Regions from separate parts of the Mus musculus genome. Here all the other regions are linked to region 1. The links are chromatin contacts, called in public Hi-C maps. All regions are on one chromosome and are shown on one strand. The core of a region is the stretch at or near the end of the contact, and the rest is flanking DNA. Distances in the headings are between cores, read along the strand shown. Region 1 has its middle 47 kb from the start of Gm30483. Region 2 overlaps Zfp536 (zinc finger protein 536). Region 3 overlaps Zfp536 (zinc finger protein 536).

Region 1 (4,741 bases), core at 1,752-4,251:
TCTATCTTTCTGTCCCTCTCTGTGTCTTTCTCTGCCTCTCTCTCTGCCTCTGCATGTGTCTCTGTCTCTCTCTGTCTCTCTCTCTGTGTGTGTCTGTCTGTCTGTCTTTCTGTCTCTGTCTTTCTTTCTCTTTTTTTCTCTCTGTCTGTCTCTGTCCCCCCCCATGTGTGTGTCTATCTTTCTGTCCCTCTCTGTGTCTTTCTCTGCCTCTGCCTCTGTCTCTGCCACTGTCTCTCTCTGCCTCTCTCTCTCTCTGTCTCTGTCTCTCTGTCTCTCTGTCTCTCTGTCTGTCTCTCTTTCTCATCTTCTCAGTACACAGCAGCCCAGGCTATCCTCCACCTCTCAGTCTTCCTGCCTCTGCTTCTCTAGTGCTGGGGATATAGCTGTGTGCCACCAGGCTGAGCACTTCATTAGGTTTTAGAAAAGCATGCTTAGTGTGCACAAGACTCTTGAGTTCAGTTGCTAGCACAAGGAAAAATAAAATAAAATAAAAGCACCACAACTCAGTTTCTAGGACCGTTTTGCTAAGTCCCTGGTTCAGGAACAGGCATTTCCTTCCCCTCACAGGTTCATAGCAGTTAATCCAGGGCCAAGAGTGCTGACCCTCAGCTGTTCCGGGGGAGGTGGGAGGTGCTGGGGCTTCCCTGACAACCACCAGGAGAAGAATCTGGCTCCCATTATGGGTCGTAGGGAGTTGTAACGTTTCCCACGAGCTGCTCGGGAAGCCTTTCATCTGAGCTCAGCTCTAACCTGGACAGTTTCCTTCACTTTCATTCCTGTGCAGCCTCTGACCTGCCCCTGTGTCTAACTCTATGTTTTTGCTATCCAGGGACTCCCTCACTTTCAGGTAGCATTGTGGGCTCAGCCTCAGGTGGGATTTGCTTCCTCTCTGGCCTGCATTCCCTGGACTCAGATAAAGGGCTGCCCCTCTAAAAGCTGCCAGCCACTGTCTTCAGAGACTTGGAGCAGCAGGCATTCCTGTGAAGAACATGGGCTACAGGAGCAGCTTTTGAGCCTGACCTGAGGTCCCAAGAAGCCTTCCTTAGATGCACTTCTCTTCTGCCCCTCCTGACCTCATTTCCTCTTTCAGCACGCACAGTGTAGACAGATCTTTGCGCTACGACATTGCTCTCCAGCTGTAACTTCCATGCCAAGTTTAAAAGTGAGATCCTTCCTAGAAACCCACGGGCGTTCTCGACCTACATAACAGCAAAGGGCCAGGGTGATGGCCCAGGAACAGAAGGTGCCAGGTTCTCCCCTCCGGCAAGAGCTGCTGGCCTTATGCAGGGATCCAATTGCAGAGGCGACATCAGCCAACAAAAATTTCAAGAAAGTATGACTCATAATTAGTCCTTTTGACATTGTTTCACATCAAAAGACATAGTCTGTGTTCTGTGTCCCTCACCCGAACATGGAAACTGCTGGAGTTTGCACGCACAAAGGGATTTGCGATTTTAAAAGCTTAATAAAGGCTGTCCACACAAAACACACACACACACACACACACACACACACACACACACACACACACACACGCCAGTTGGTTTCTTTAAAGTGGATTTAATTAGGTCAGAGAGCCTGTTACTTTGGGGGGGGGGGAGTGGCGCAGGGTGACGATCATTTAAACCATATTTTCAAGTTACCATGTTGTACTCTGCTAGACGGTGCCTCACAGATCCACACACGAGAAGCGAGAGCTAAGAGCTCCCTTGGAGCCTTAGAGCTCCTTTCTCTCAACTACTGGTTCTTCATGAAGAGAGGCCACTGTCCCTTGCCTCGGAGTTATGGGGTGGCATGGCTGGGGCATGTCATTCTGACGTTTACTAAGATTTCTGAGACCCAGGTCCACACCGAGGTCTCCACCCTTGTCAAGGAGCTACCAGCAGCTGCTGCAGACGTGGAGGGTTGGCCCCAGTCAGCCCCTGGGCCATTTTGGTAGCGATTTATAGATGGACTTTGTGAGTGAGGAGTGGGGGGGAGGGAAGGGAATCAAAGTCACAGGTGCTCCATTATAACGACTGGAACACTTACAGAGTCGGACGCTCTGTCATTTAATAAACCTAAAAACGAAAAAGCTTTTGTCTGTAAAAGGTGACCAATAGAGAAAGAGTTTGGATTATATGATATCTCATAACTTAATCATATGGCTCTTAAGAGGGGGACATACACAGCTGTGTCTCGCTAATATGCATGCAATATGTGTAAGCCGATATGCTTTAATTCGAAACTTGTTTTTAGCAGGAAGAAAAAAGCGTTTAGATGAGGAACATTAAGATTCAATATTAACCATTTTCCCCCCTTTGGGCAAAATTAGTCATCACTTGATATTTTTTAAAGCAGTATTTTATTATTATTATTTTATTTTTACTTTTTATTTTTGCTACACTGAGATGTGTCCAAAAATCTTCAAAGTTATGTGGCAGAGTGAACAGGAGACAGCAGCAGCCCGTTTTTAGCTGTCAGGGGACAATGGGTTTGGAAATATGGATTCTTTCTCTTTTAGCTCTCAAGTCTTCTGTTAAATACCCCAGACCAAGGGACAGGGCAAAGGTTAGGGTAGTTTGAAAATGGTTTCCGGTTTTGTGCTGCCTCTATTAGGCACACACGCTGGCGTTTTAATTGTTACTCTGTACTACTTTAACCTGAATTATTTAAGTATATTTGCCTTAATAATCTTACCCCCCCCCCAAAAAAAAAACCCACCAAGACAAAGGAATTGTAGATTAGAGACTTTTTATTTTCAGGGCAAAATGATACGGATAAGTGAACATCAACTGACCAGAAATTATTTGCTTCTGTCTGTTAGACACGTAATGGAGTCATTTAACTAGTCAAATTAGGAGCCGCAGAAAGCACCATGCTTCATTACTGAGTTCGAATGGGCACCATTTTACATTTACGTCAAAAATTATCTCATAGCAAATTAATGTTTTCATTGTGCCGAAAAGCTGGAGCTATGCAGTATTAGCACCACCTAGAGGCTGCTTGGAGAACTGCTGGGGAGGGAGGCAGCTCATGCCAGGGCCAGATCAGGTTATTGGCAGCCTGGATTAGGCACAGCCCGTACATGGCGAGGGAGCGAGGAGGTAGGACAGTTTTCCCGATCTCGGGGTGATGCTCTCTGCTCCAAAATATTCTCAGTCTTTGATACTCACTCAAGTCCTGTACGTAGTTCTACTTAAGATTGTAAATTATTTTGTGTGTTTGGATGTTTTGCCTGTCTGTGTGTGTATCACATGCGTGCCTTTCCATTCCAACATGCAGGGGCTCTGAAAGAGAGCAGAGAATCCCCTGTTGCTGGAGTTACAGATCATTATGAACTGCCGTGTGGGTGCTAGGAACCACACCCAGGTCCTCTGTAAAAGCAGACATGCTCTACACACTGAGCCATCTCTCCAACCCTCATGCCTGTACTTCTTATTTCTCTCATACTACACATGAGCTCTTTTTCCTTCCCAAGACTTACGCTGTATGCAGACATCAGATGTAAGCCAAAGCAGTGTTTCTAACATAAATAAGAGTCCTGTCTGCCATGGCTTTACCAAAGTGACATCATTATAACCTATCTTTTGTTAGTGTCAAAATTTTCCCTGTCTGGGAAGAGACACCATAAGATATTCTTTCCTTTAAAGCCACATAGAACCAGCTCAGCTCCCATCCAAACAGGTTAGGAAGGTTCCTGGGCACCCCAGGAGTGCTGGCTTCTGCTTAGCGTGGAGAGAAATAATTTAGAATAAAATGGCAAGCCCTTCCCAATAAAAATATTTATGAAAATGATATGAAAGCAGTCGGTGGCTCTGGGAGAGCATGGAGCATACTCTCGGAGCAGAAGCAGAGAGAAGAATCGAAGCATATAAATAGCATTGAGGACTGGAGAATATTTCTAGACAATATTGATGTCTAAAATATATGTGAATGACTGCGTAATGATCAAGGCAGACATAATTCAAAGTACAGTCGGGAGCTGGCCTCCAACTCCCAGCCTTCAATTCTCCAGCAGACATCTGTTTGCTGAGAAAACCTCCCTAACAGCTGCTCCACGGGAAGGGGACAGAGCCCAGGGCAAGATGCAGAGCTGACAGGTTCAGGAGGTTCCTAGGTGCAGAACTAACTAGTGACCCCTCTCCCACTCTCCAGGGTGCACAGAGCCATTCTGTTTGTAGATTGGGCGGAGGGAGGAAGCGGTTCTGAGAACCAGGGGAGCAAAGATCTCCCTGGGGAGTCTCGTCAGGGTGCCCAGGCTACAACATCTCCAGGGCAGGCCCATCACATCACCAGAGGCTCTGGTCTCCTCTGTCTTTATCCACCAAGCTACCTCTCTCCTGGTCTTTAAATTTTCCTCATGCACCAAGTAGGAACTGAGGATTCTTTCAGAGGGAATTGCAGGATCCCCACCACCACCACCACCACTGCAGTCCCCCTCCCCTGAGCAAAACATAGTACGAGTATGTCCAAGCAAACGACAGACATCTATGTTGATCCTAACAGTCTCGGTGTTTAACTAACTTGCAGGAGACGATCCAGAAAATGTTCTCAATTCTCTAGCTTCAGCAAAGATGCAGTCTAAGGTTTTAAAGACAAGATCTCCTTCTTTTGAAAAATAAACAGCTGTGGACCCACAGGTGAGCCAGCCAGAGCCATGTTTGTTTGCCACACTCAAGCTGGCCAGAGTCTCCTTTACTAAGTACATTATTTTAAATCTGTGCTTCAAAAGTTCAAGAATTCCACAATGACCAGGAGA
Region 2 (4,463 bases), core at 1,707-4,206, 190 kb before region 1:
CGGCCAATTTGCAGGAGGATTCGGTGACCCCGGCTGCGGGCTTCCGATGCACCTTTTGCAAAGGCAAATTCAAGAAGCGAGAAGAGCTGGATCGCCACATCCGCATTTTGCATAAGCCCTACAAGTGCACACTGTGTGACTTTGCCGCCTCCCAGGAGGAGGAGCTCATCAGTCACGTGGAGAAGGCCCATATCACTGCGGAGTCTGCCCAGGGCCAGGGCCCCAATGGTGGGGGAGAGCAGTCAGCAAACGAGTTCCGCTGTGAGGTATGTGGCCAGGTGTTCAGCCAGGCCTGGTTCCTGAAGGGCCACATGCGCAAGCACAAAGACTCTTTTGAGCACTGCTGCCAGATATGTGGGCGGCGCTTCAAAGAGCCTTGGTTCCTGAAGAATCACATGAAGGTCCACCTCAACAAGCTATCGGTGAAGAACAAATCCCCCACTGAGCCTGAGGTGGCGGTGCCCATGGGTGGCCTGTCCCAGGAGGCCCATGCCAACCTATACTCTAGGTACCTCTCCTGCCTGCAGAGTGGCTTTATGGCCCCAGACAAAGCCAGTCTGAATGAGCCCTCTCAGCTCTATGGCAAGGGGGAGCTCCCGGCCAAGGAGAAGGAGGTTCTGGGAAAGCTACTGTCTCCCATTTCCAGTATGGCTCACAGTGTCCCCGAGGGGGACAAGCACTCCCTCCTGGGCTGCCTCAACCTCGTGCCACCACTGAAATCCAGCTGCATCGAGCGGTTGCAGGCAGCTGCCAAAGCTGCAGAAATGGACCCTGTGAATAGCTATCAGGCCTGGCAGCTCATGGCCAGGGGCATGGCCATGGAACACGGCTTCTTATCTAAAGAGCATCAGCTCTCGCGCAACCACGAAGACCCTTTGGCAAACACCGGAGTTCTGTTTGATAAGGAGAAGCGGGAGTACGTGTTAGTGGGAGCAGATGGCTCCAAGCAGAAAATGCCTGCTGATTTGGTTCACAGCACTAAAGTGGGCAATCAGAGAGACCTGCCAAATAAGCTCGACCCTCTAGAAGGCAGTCGGGAATTTTTGTCACATGGGCTCAACCAGACGCTAGACTACAACCTGCAGGGTCCTGGGAACATGAAAGAGAAACCCACTGAGTGCCCGGATTGTGGACGGGTTTTCCGAACCTACCACCAGGTGGTCGTGCATTCTCGAGTCCACAAGCGGGACCGCAAGAGCGATGAGGACGCTCTGCACGTGGGTGTGGGCCTGGAGGAGAGGCGAGGCTCAGGCAGCGACCAGGAGTCCCAGTCAGTGAGCCGCTCCACCACACCTGGCTCCTCTAACGTGACTGAGGAGAGTGGGGCCGGAGGTGGCCTGTCGCAGACCGGAAGCGCCCAAGAGGATAGTCCACACCCCTCTTCACCATCTTCCTCAGGTAGGTTGGCAAGAGGAAAGGGGATTAGTAGAAGGACCCTGCCTCCTGCCCTAAACTGCTTGGTTCTCTGCACACTGACCTCAGGCCTTAAGATGGTACTGCAGTTAGAGTAGCTGGACCAAAAAATGTGGCAGGCTGGAGGCTAGATGATGTCTGTTTCCTTCAGGGTGATGCCCCACTCCAAAGACAGGGCTGTCCTTTCGACCTTGAACCATGGCTATCAGCAAAAGGCAGCTGAACCTCATCCCCCGTGGTAAGGAGGGTAGCATGCTTTTTGATGGGCTCAGTTTGCCCTTCCCCACTGCTGTTCAGTTCCATTTATAGTCTAGCCTGGTTCTTAGCTTTGTCTCTGGAACCCAGGAGCTGATGCTTGGCTCCAGACGTGGAGGGTAACCATTCCTAACTAACCCTGTAACTTTTTCCACACAAACCTTTCTTTTGAAAGTTCTCTCCCAGCCTTCCTTCTCTACATCCTGTCCCATTCTGAAATTCCAGCCTGGCCCACCTGCCCCGAAAGCCACAGCACTTTTCCTCTGATTGTTTTAGCCAAGCACACAGAGGTTTGAAAACACAGATGTACGCCTGCGCGCCTTCCACTGCGCCCGCCGCGTTTCACGGGCGATACAGTTCTAGGGTCTAAAATAGCAAAGCAGAAAAATCTGTCATCAAAAATGTCTATGAAATGCTGAAGCATCCTAGCCCTGTTTCGGGGGGAGGGGGAGAAAATAAATGGAAGGAAGGAAAAATAAATATACTAGTCTAAGATGTCTAAATTAAAATCGCTACCTAAGAGCAGGTAAGAGGTTGCCTTCATCTGTATTTCCAAAGTCCCTTTACTAATGGATAGTAAATTGAAAGTTATATCTCCAGCCCTTTATAAAGAAAGCACCTTGCTAATACTGTAATCATTCTACTGCCTAACAACAGAGGAAATCATGCCATAACAAATACCCTGTTACTAATGGCAACATTGATTTCTGCAATCAGCCATTAAGTCTGGAAAATGAAAGACAGTTTGAGGCACCTCGAGGCATCGCGTTGCCCACTGTTAAAGATGTGGCAGTGTGTTGCTAAGGGTCATTTTTTAAAAAGTTCTCTCTCTCTCTCTCTCTCTCTCTCTCTCTCTCGTGTGTGTGTGTGTGTGTGTGTGTGTGTGTGTGTGTGTGTGTGTGTGTGCCTGTGTGTTCTGTTATTTGGCTGTTATTTCTGTTGCAGAGGCGATTCACTGCTGTAGTTACTAGCTAGATGCCATTACATTTTGTTGATGTTCTCTCACTTCAGCTGCAATTTCTTCTAGAACAAAATTAGAACTAGAATAAAGTGTGTGTGTGTGCACGCGCATGTGTATGTGTGCGGGTGCTCACTCACGAGTGTGTGTGCCGGCTTATTACAAGCCGGTAAAGAATGGTTAATACACATAAATCTGAACTACACATTCCAGAGATTCCGATAGCACTTAATGCTGCTGCTTAAATACCCATGAAACACACTGTCTGCTCGTGGAGTCCTGGACTCGCTGGCGATTTATTACTGACGAGATGCTTCGTGAGAGTCTAACAAGGATGTGAGGACCACAGGAGGATGAGGTCACACTGCAGGGAGGGGCCTTGTCTGTGAGGGAAGTTGTGAAGCTGTCCGGCCTGTCTGTCACTGGAGGGCAGCTCTGTCAGGATGGGTTGGTTAGCTCCAGGCATCTCTCCCCTCTCTCCAGGGACTCTTTCCAAGCTTTTGGAAAGGGGCCTCTTCCACTGTTGTGTACTCCAGTGTTGCGTCAGGGGCAGAGATCAGGAAGCAGACTGGATTCCCTAAGTTTCTGGAGCGACACCGACAGAATCCATTCCCTCTCCCAGACCTGCTGAAGCAAGAGGGCCTTATAGCATAAAATCGAATACCAAATGTTCGGCTCTATTAAGGACCTGTTTACTATGTTTTTATCACCTTCTGGCCAAGTGATAGCCAGCTGCTTGCTGCTTCCCCATCTCCAAACACTCTATTGGAAGAAAAAGCAAACCCCAGACTTATTTATTTATTGTTAAGAGAAGCAACCTTGGTCAAAAGCGAATCATACTTGGGCTGGCATTAGCTCTCCACTTTATTTTCCTTGGTGAAGGATTTACAGTGAATGCTGATTCTTTCATTTGGGGCTTGACTTCTTTGTTTTTCTTCATATTCAAATCAGACCCTTTCATAATTTCCCGAGTAAGTGGGGAAATGGATGGCGTGCCCACTCTGCTGCTCAAATCAGCTGTGTGTCTGAGGACATTCAGGTCTGGCTGGGATTTCGGATTCTCCACCGAATCTGGTCCATTTTCCCTCTGTCTAACAAGTGTGACTCGTGTAAAGTGCGGTTCAAAGACGAATTTAAATAAAACTCTTGACACAATGGTATTTTTATTGTTACCTGTTAGAAACCTGCAAGGTGAAGGGGAGGGGGAAATATAAGCCCTTAAGTAAAGAAAAAAAAAGTACTTATTAAGGCTTCTATTAAGAAATAACTGCAAAACACGGCCTTACAAATTTCTCAGAGTGCATAACAATGTCACAAAACTTCATTTGCATGGCTTGATTCTTTTTTTTGTTGAAAACTGGGTCAGTAGGGCCTGAGAAACTATTTTTTCAGATCTTAACCAATGAATTCTTCTTTATAAATCGCTGCTCTTAACATGATAGTAGTTTTGAATTCATCATAAAAAAAAAAAAACCTTTTTAGCAGAGCCTCTTAGAATAGATCTCTAGAAGAAGGCTTACAATGAGTGGCAGAGACGTCCTTTGTTATCTGATGTAATTCTTTGCAAAGGAGGATTGGGAACCGAGTGGCTGTTTAAAAATGTCTTGCTTAGACCGAGACGAAGAAGGGGTCAAGTTTGCAATCAAACAGTTATTGCCGAGATGGGCGACTGTCACTGGCTAGGCTAATGTGGGATGCAGCTGTTTGTTATGTGAGCAAAAGAATGTTTGAATCAGTGAACATGTGAAAATGATTCCAGTGAACCAGAAAATGTGTTTGTTCTTTTGCCTCTCCAAACTGCTGGGAACCGAGCGTAAGATCAACCGCGAGAACCAGG
Region 3 (4,844 bases), core at 20-2,519, 250 kb before region 1:
AAAAGGGGGGAAGCATCTGCCTACTGATTGAAATGCTCGGCATAAATAATACCTTAAGAAATGTAAAACACCTGTTATATTTACATTTTATATATTTTTACGAATAGTAATGAAAATAGATATATTTTATATTTCCTCCATCTTTGAGTCTAGCACCATAAAAAAATAAAAAGTAATGCTATTTAATCACCCACAGCTTAATAGTGCCTTAGTTGTTTACTGCCACTGTACTAATTGTTCTGTACTAATGTGTTTTTCTGTGATATCCAGTAGTGCTAAGAGAACGGAGATCTATAACCAATTAAATATAGTGTTTTGTATGTTAAAAATATATCTGGGGAGGCTAGAAAAGGAACAGAAGCCGCCCTTAAGCAAGGCGCGTTGGCACCGTGTCGGCGCCCAGCAGAAGGTGCCCGCACTGCCTCTTTTGCGCAAAGACAAAGGGGGTAATTTTTTTGGCAAGAAAACAAACCCCAAGAAAACACAACAAACTGAGTGTTTCCTTTTTTTTTTTTTTTTTTTTCCTTTCCTTTTGGCCCCCCTCCTACAACTCCTCAGGCTGTTTCTGGCCTCTCTCCGCAGCAGGGAGAGGTGGGTTGTGGAGCCAGGCAAGGGTAGCAGCCCCGCTACCCTGAGCCCCCTGCAGGTCCTGCGGGGGAGGAAGACTGGCCCCGGGCCCAGCGGGGTTCTGCGGCCATAAGCCTGAAGAGCGTAGCATTCACACGCAGGCGGCCCTGGGCACAGGGTTAATTGAGGATCATTGTTGGTTCTAACAGGAGCGGGGTGTCGTGGGTTGAGGTGGGGGTGGGGGGTGGGCGGCGGTGAGAGGGGGTGAGGGGAAACTTGTAGGCGCGGCCCTTGCAGAGAGAGAGAGAGCAAGGTGATGATGGGGAAACCAGACATAACAGCATTCATGCAATTACCAAAGACTCTGGGAGTGACCAGAAAAACGCCGCTTGGGTCCGGGATGTGTGTGAAGGCCAGCTCACGGGTCACACTCACTCACACAAACACGCGCGCACGCGCGGACACACACACACACACACACACACACACACACACACACACACAGACACGAACAGACATACAGACGCACGCGCGCGCGCACACACACACAGACGCACACACACACACACACACTCACTCACGCGTACGTTCACTGGCACGACGCCCGGTGGCTCCCGGTGGCGCTCGGTGGCAAGGCGGCCTCGCGATCTCACGCTGCCCTCATCCGCCGCCCGCCCCGCCGCCTGCCAGCCGGCCCCAGCCCGCGCCCGGGCCCCGCCGAGCGGCCGCACTTCACCTTACGGAGGGGGAGATAATGAGATCAATTAGAGGCGCCGTCACCGCGCCGAGACAGCTGCTGGTGCATAGTAATCACCGCGGGGCTCCCAGCTACCTGCGCACAGCACCGCTGCACCGCGGGTCCCTCCCTGTTCCACACTGCTTGGCCTTGGTGCCCTCCTGTCACCTTCTTCTGGAACTTGCTCTTTAGATAGCCTGGGATGTTCAAGAGCAAAGCCAGCCGTTGTGACAGAGTGCACATGCTTGTAGTGTGACAGTGTGTGGACTTGAATTTGCACACCGGTGTGGATGCCAGGGAGAATAGAATGAGCATCTGTCACTGTGCCTGCTGGTGTGTGCTCCTGAGTGCTGGCATCCTGTGCACTTGGTGGCCTAGAGAGTTGTAGGTGTGTGTGTGTGTGTGTGTATGTGTGTGTGTGTGTGTGTGCAGTTGAGGTTAATGGTGTGCACAGGACGCCCCTATATATATGTTTTATGAGGTTTGTTCTTGTAGGTAGCCTGGGAGGTCTAGACCTGTATGTATGTCGTGAGTGACACATGAATGGAAGTATGTGTATGGGTCCATGCACATGCCAGGTGGGCATCATACCCTTTTCCTTCCCCATGCTCTATGGTGCTCAATTGAAGGCCAATTGTTTGCTAAGTGAGAACCAAGTGCCATGTGCCTGTGACTCACAACTTGAACACTCTTGATATCCCTCACCCCCAAACCTACCTATTTGTCTACTATGGCAGTGGTTCTTGGCCACCATGCAGATCTCTGCTGTGTCTCTTCAGGTCTGAGGGCTCATCTTTGTGGCTTCTGTTTGATTCTACACTTCAAAAAGGCCCGATTTCAGAAGCAGTGGGGATCTCCCATCTGAGTACCGTGTGCCCTTCACCCATCACTGGCCAGTAGAGGTAGAGTCTCTGAAGGGCCAGAACATCAGGTTCTGCCTCAGATACTCATTAGCACCTTCATGGTGTTCAGGTTGGCCTTTGAGAGTGCTTTTTGTTCTTGACAGTGGTTGAGCAGGACCAGTGCTAAGAAAACAAAATTGGTCAGGGTCAAGAGGTAGGCAGACTTACAGCAACAGTCCTCCTGACCTATGGAGTATTTGTGGAGAGCCCCTACCCAGTGGATACACCCCTAAGCTGAATAAAAGCAACTTTCTATTTAAGTGCCTTTACTATGATGTTTAATTCCAAAATTAGGCCCAACCAGAGCCTGAAGATGGCTGGATAGCTTGTCAGGGGGTGAATCTGCTAGCCTGGACAGGACACAGCAGCATGAAGCGAATAAGAGGTGATTTAAAACTTACAAATTGTCTGCTCCTGGAATTTCCCATTCAATATTTTCGGGCCACTTTTGACTATGTCTGACAGAAATCTTAGAAAGCACACCTGCTATAATATAAACTGTGGAGGCAGCTAACTCCAGGCAAGTCAGGTGCTCCTTCCTCAGAAGGCCCCCAGGGACCACTAGACCCACCAAACGCCCCTCGGCAGTCACTCTAGGGTTGTCCAGCTGAATTTCCTCGTGGCACCCCCTGCGGATTTCATCCACTCATCTGACTTCTGCTACCTCCCTCATGGTGCATGTGCCTCATGAGGCCAGGACCTTGCTATTATGTCACTTACCACCCAGCTCATTATACACGGTGATCCCTCTGTGAATGGCCAGCATATCTTGAGGCATCTACTACTCAGGTGCCCGAGGGACTCATAATCCAGTCACAGAGGGGATACTGAGGGCATGGCCACACATAGAGGCATGGCATGGACATGCCAATCTTGAGGTAGGGACCCAGGAAAGGGATAGAGGATCTCTGGAATACTGTGACCAAGAGATGTGTCCCAATACTGGGCACAGACATGAAGAAGAACACATCACTGAGGTAGAAGAGCCCAGGCAGGGAGGGGCAGCAGGCTTTCCTACCAGGCATAGGGTCCTTGAAATCAGCCTTCAGTCTCAGTAGCTTCAGATGTGACAGGGTCCTGCATGTTTTCTACTTGAGCTCTATTTACAGGCCAGGACCCATATATGGATTGTTTTGGTGTTCAAGTGCTACCCCCTTTCTGACTGTATCCTTTGTAGGCCCCAAGTCTAACTTCAGCCCCTTTGTGGACCATGAGATGTCTTTCAGCTCATGACTTGAGAGGCTCAGAGGCCAGCACTGATACTGCTAAAAGCATATAGAACCCAGCCTCATCTTAGCTTTGGGACTTTGACATATTCTGTGTCTAATGACATGGTTGTGTGGCTTATTGGGGTGGCTTGGTTGTGTCCCAACTGCTAGCAAGATCTCAGTAAGCTTTTGAAGTTCCCCATAGATCTACTTATCCCTCCTGAGGTCTCTGCTTGAGTCTTCATCTCTCTGACTCATTCTTTACACCAGCCTGAATAGGTCCACACTCAGGGACCATCAGAGAGGGAGGTGAGGAGTTTGGGAGTGGTGACAAGACCCTATGAAAAGAAGCCATGTAATGTCTGTTACTGGTTGTCCATACCATCTTGGGTCTCTCATGGGGGACAGATGTTCCACCAGGAAGTTGGTGATTTCAAGTTCCCCCAGCCTCCTGAGGGCCTATTGTGAGCCAACCACATTCTGTTGTTGCTGCTAGGGATACAGATTTTGGTCCTTGTCCCACCTGTCTCAGTGACTTTGGCAGTCTGGGTTTCTCAGAGCCTTGAGCGTTATATCAGTTAGGGTTCTCTAAAGGAACAGAACTGATAGAATGAGAATATCTATATCTAATCTATAACCGATCTACATATGTACATATATATACTATACATATACATACACATACACATACACATACACATACACATACACATACACATACACATACACATACACATACACATACACATACACATACAGATACACATACACACTCACACACTCACACACACACACACACACACACATACACATACACATATACATATACATGGAATATGTATATATGGCTAATTTTATGTCAACTTGACACAAGCTAGAGTCATCTGGGAGGAGGAAACTTCAGCTGACAAAATGCCTCCACAATATCAGGCTGCAAGCAAGCCTGTAGGGCATTTTCTTAATTAGTGATTAATGGGGGAAGGCCAGTCCATTGTGAATGTGGCCACTCCTACATTGGTGGTTCAGGGTTCTATAAGAAAGCAGGCTGAGTAAGCTAGAGGGAGAAAGCCAGTAAGCAACATCCCTCCATGGCCTCCACATCAACTCCTGTTGGTCTTGACTTCCTTCGATGATGAAGTGTGATGTGAAAGTATAAGCAAAATAAGTTGCTTCTGGTTATGGTATCTCATCACATCAGTTGAAATCCTAACACACACACACACACACACACACACACACACACACACACACACACACACACACACAAATTTATTAGGCTGGCTTCTGGCTGAGATTCATATACTCTGACAGTGGCTAGTCGCATGGAAAGGGCCAGAATCCAATAGTTGTTCAGTCCACAGGAATGGGTGGGTGATCTCAGCTCCTGGAGAGCTGCTGATCTTTGGTCTTAATTGGAATCCCAAAGAAGTA

Evidence for each region. A called contact is a pair of places that touch in the nucleus more often than the background predicts.
Region 2: a Hi-C map of muscle stem cells shows a contact between it and region 1, with 4 times the contacts expected there. The contact joins two enhancer-like sites. A contact is called at or near these places in 15 of 484 Hi-C or Micro-C datasets (cerebellum, embryonic stem cells, gonadal supporting cells and 8 more), 10 of 115 datasets of contacts at active chromatin or transcription factors (astrocytes, bone marrow-derived macrophages, embryonic basal ganglia and 6 more) and 1 of 9 other capture datasets (embryonic stem cells).
Region 3: a contact with region 1 is called in a Hi-C map of cerebellum, with 4 times the contacts expected there. The contact joins two enhancer-like sites. A contact is called at or near these places in 25 of 484 Hi-C or Micro-C datasets (the HPC-7 cell line, brain, cardiomyocytes and 13 more), 14 of 115 datasets of contacts at active chromatin or transcription factors (astrocytes, embryonic basal ganglia, embryonic brain and 11 more) and 1 of 9 other capture datasets (embryonic stem cells).

The regions. Positions count from the first base shown.
Region 1 is chr7:37,372,316-37,377,056 of GRCm38.p6, reverse strand. It overlaps a transcript of Zfp536 not described here. Among named protein-coding and RNA genes, the nearest start is that of Gm30483, 47 kb to the right of the region's middle. Within about 2 kb of position 3,001, at least 21 of the 459 cell types and tissues checked have an H3K27ac peak or open chromatin away from gene starts, as enhancers often do. A contact at or near this core is called in cerebellum and muscle stem cells, where this site is marked.
Region 2 is chr7:37,564,749-37,569,211 of GRCm38.p6, reverse strand. It overlaps Zfp536 (zinc finger protein 536), which reads left to right. Exons shown (of 6, transcript NM_172385.2): 4 at 1-1,398. Among named protein-coding and RNA genes, the nearest start is that of 4930505M18Rik, 100 kb to the left of the region's middle. Within about 2 kb of position 2,956, at least 35 of the 459 cell types and tissues checked have an H3K27ac peak or open chromatin away from gene starts, as enhancers often do. A contact at or near this core is called in muscle stem cells, where this site is marked.
Region 3 is chr7:37,620,721-37,625,564 of GRCm38.p6, reverse strand. The region is part of intron 3 of Zfp536 (zinc finger protein 536); the gene reads left to right. Among named protein-coding and RNA genes, the nearest start is that of 4930505M18Rik, 47 kb to the left of the region's middle. Within about 2 kb of position 1,269, at least 71 of the 459 cell types and tissues checked have an H3K27ac peak or open chromatin away from gene starts, as enhancers often do. A contact at or near this core is called in cerebellum and muscle stem cells, where this site is marked.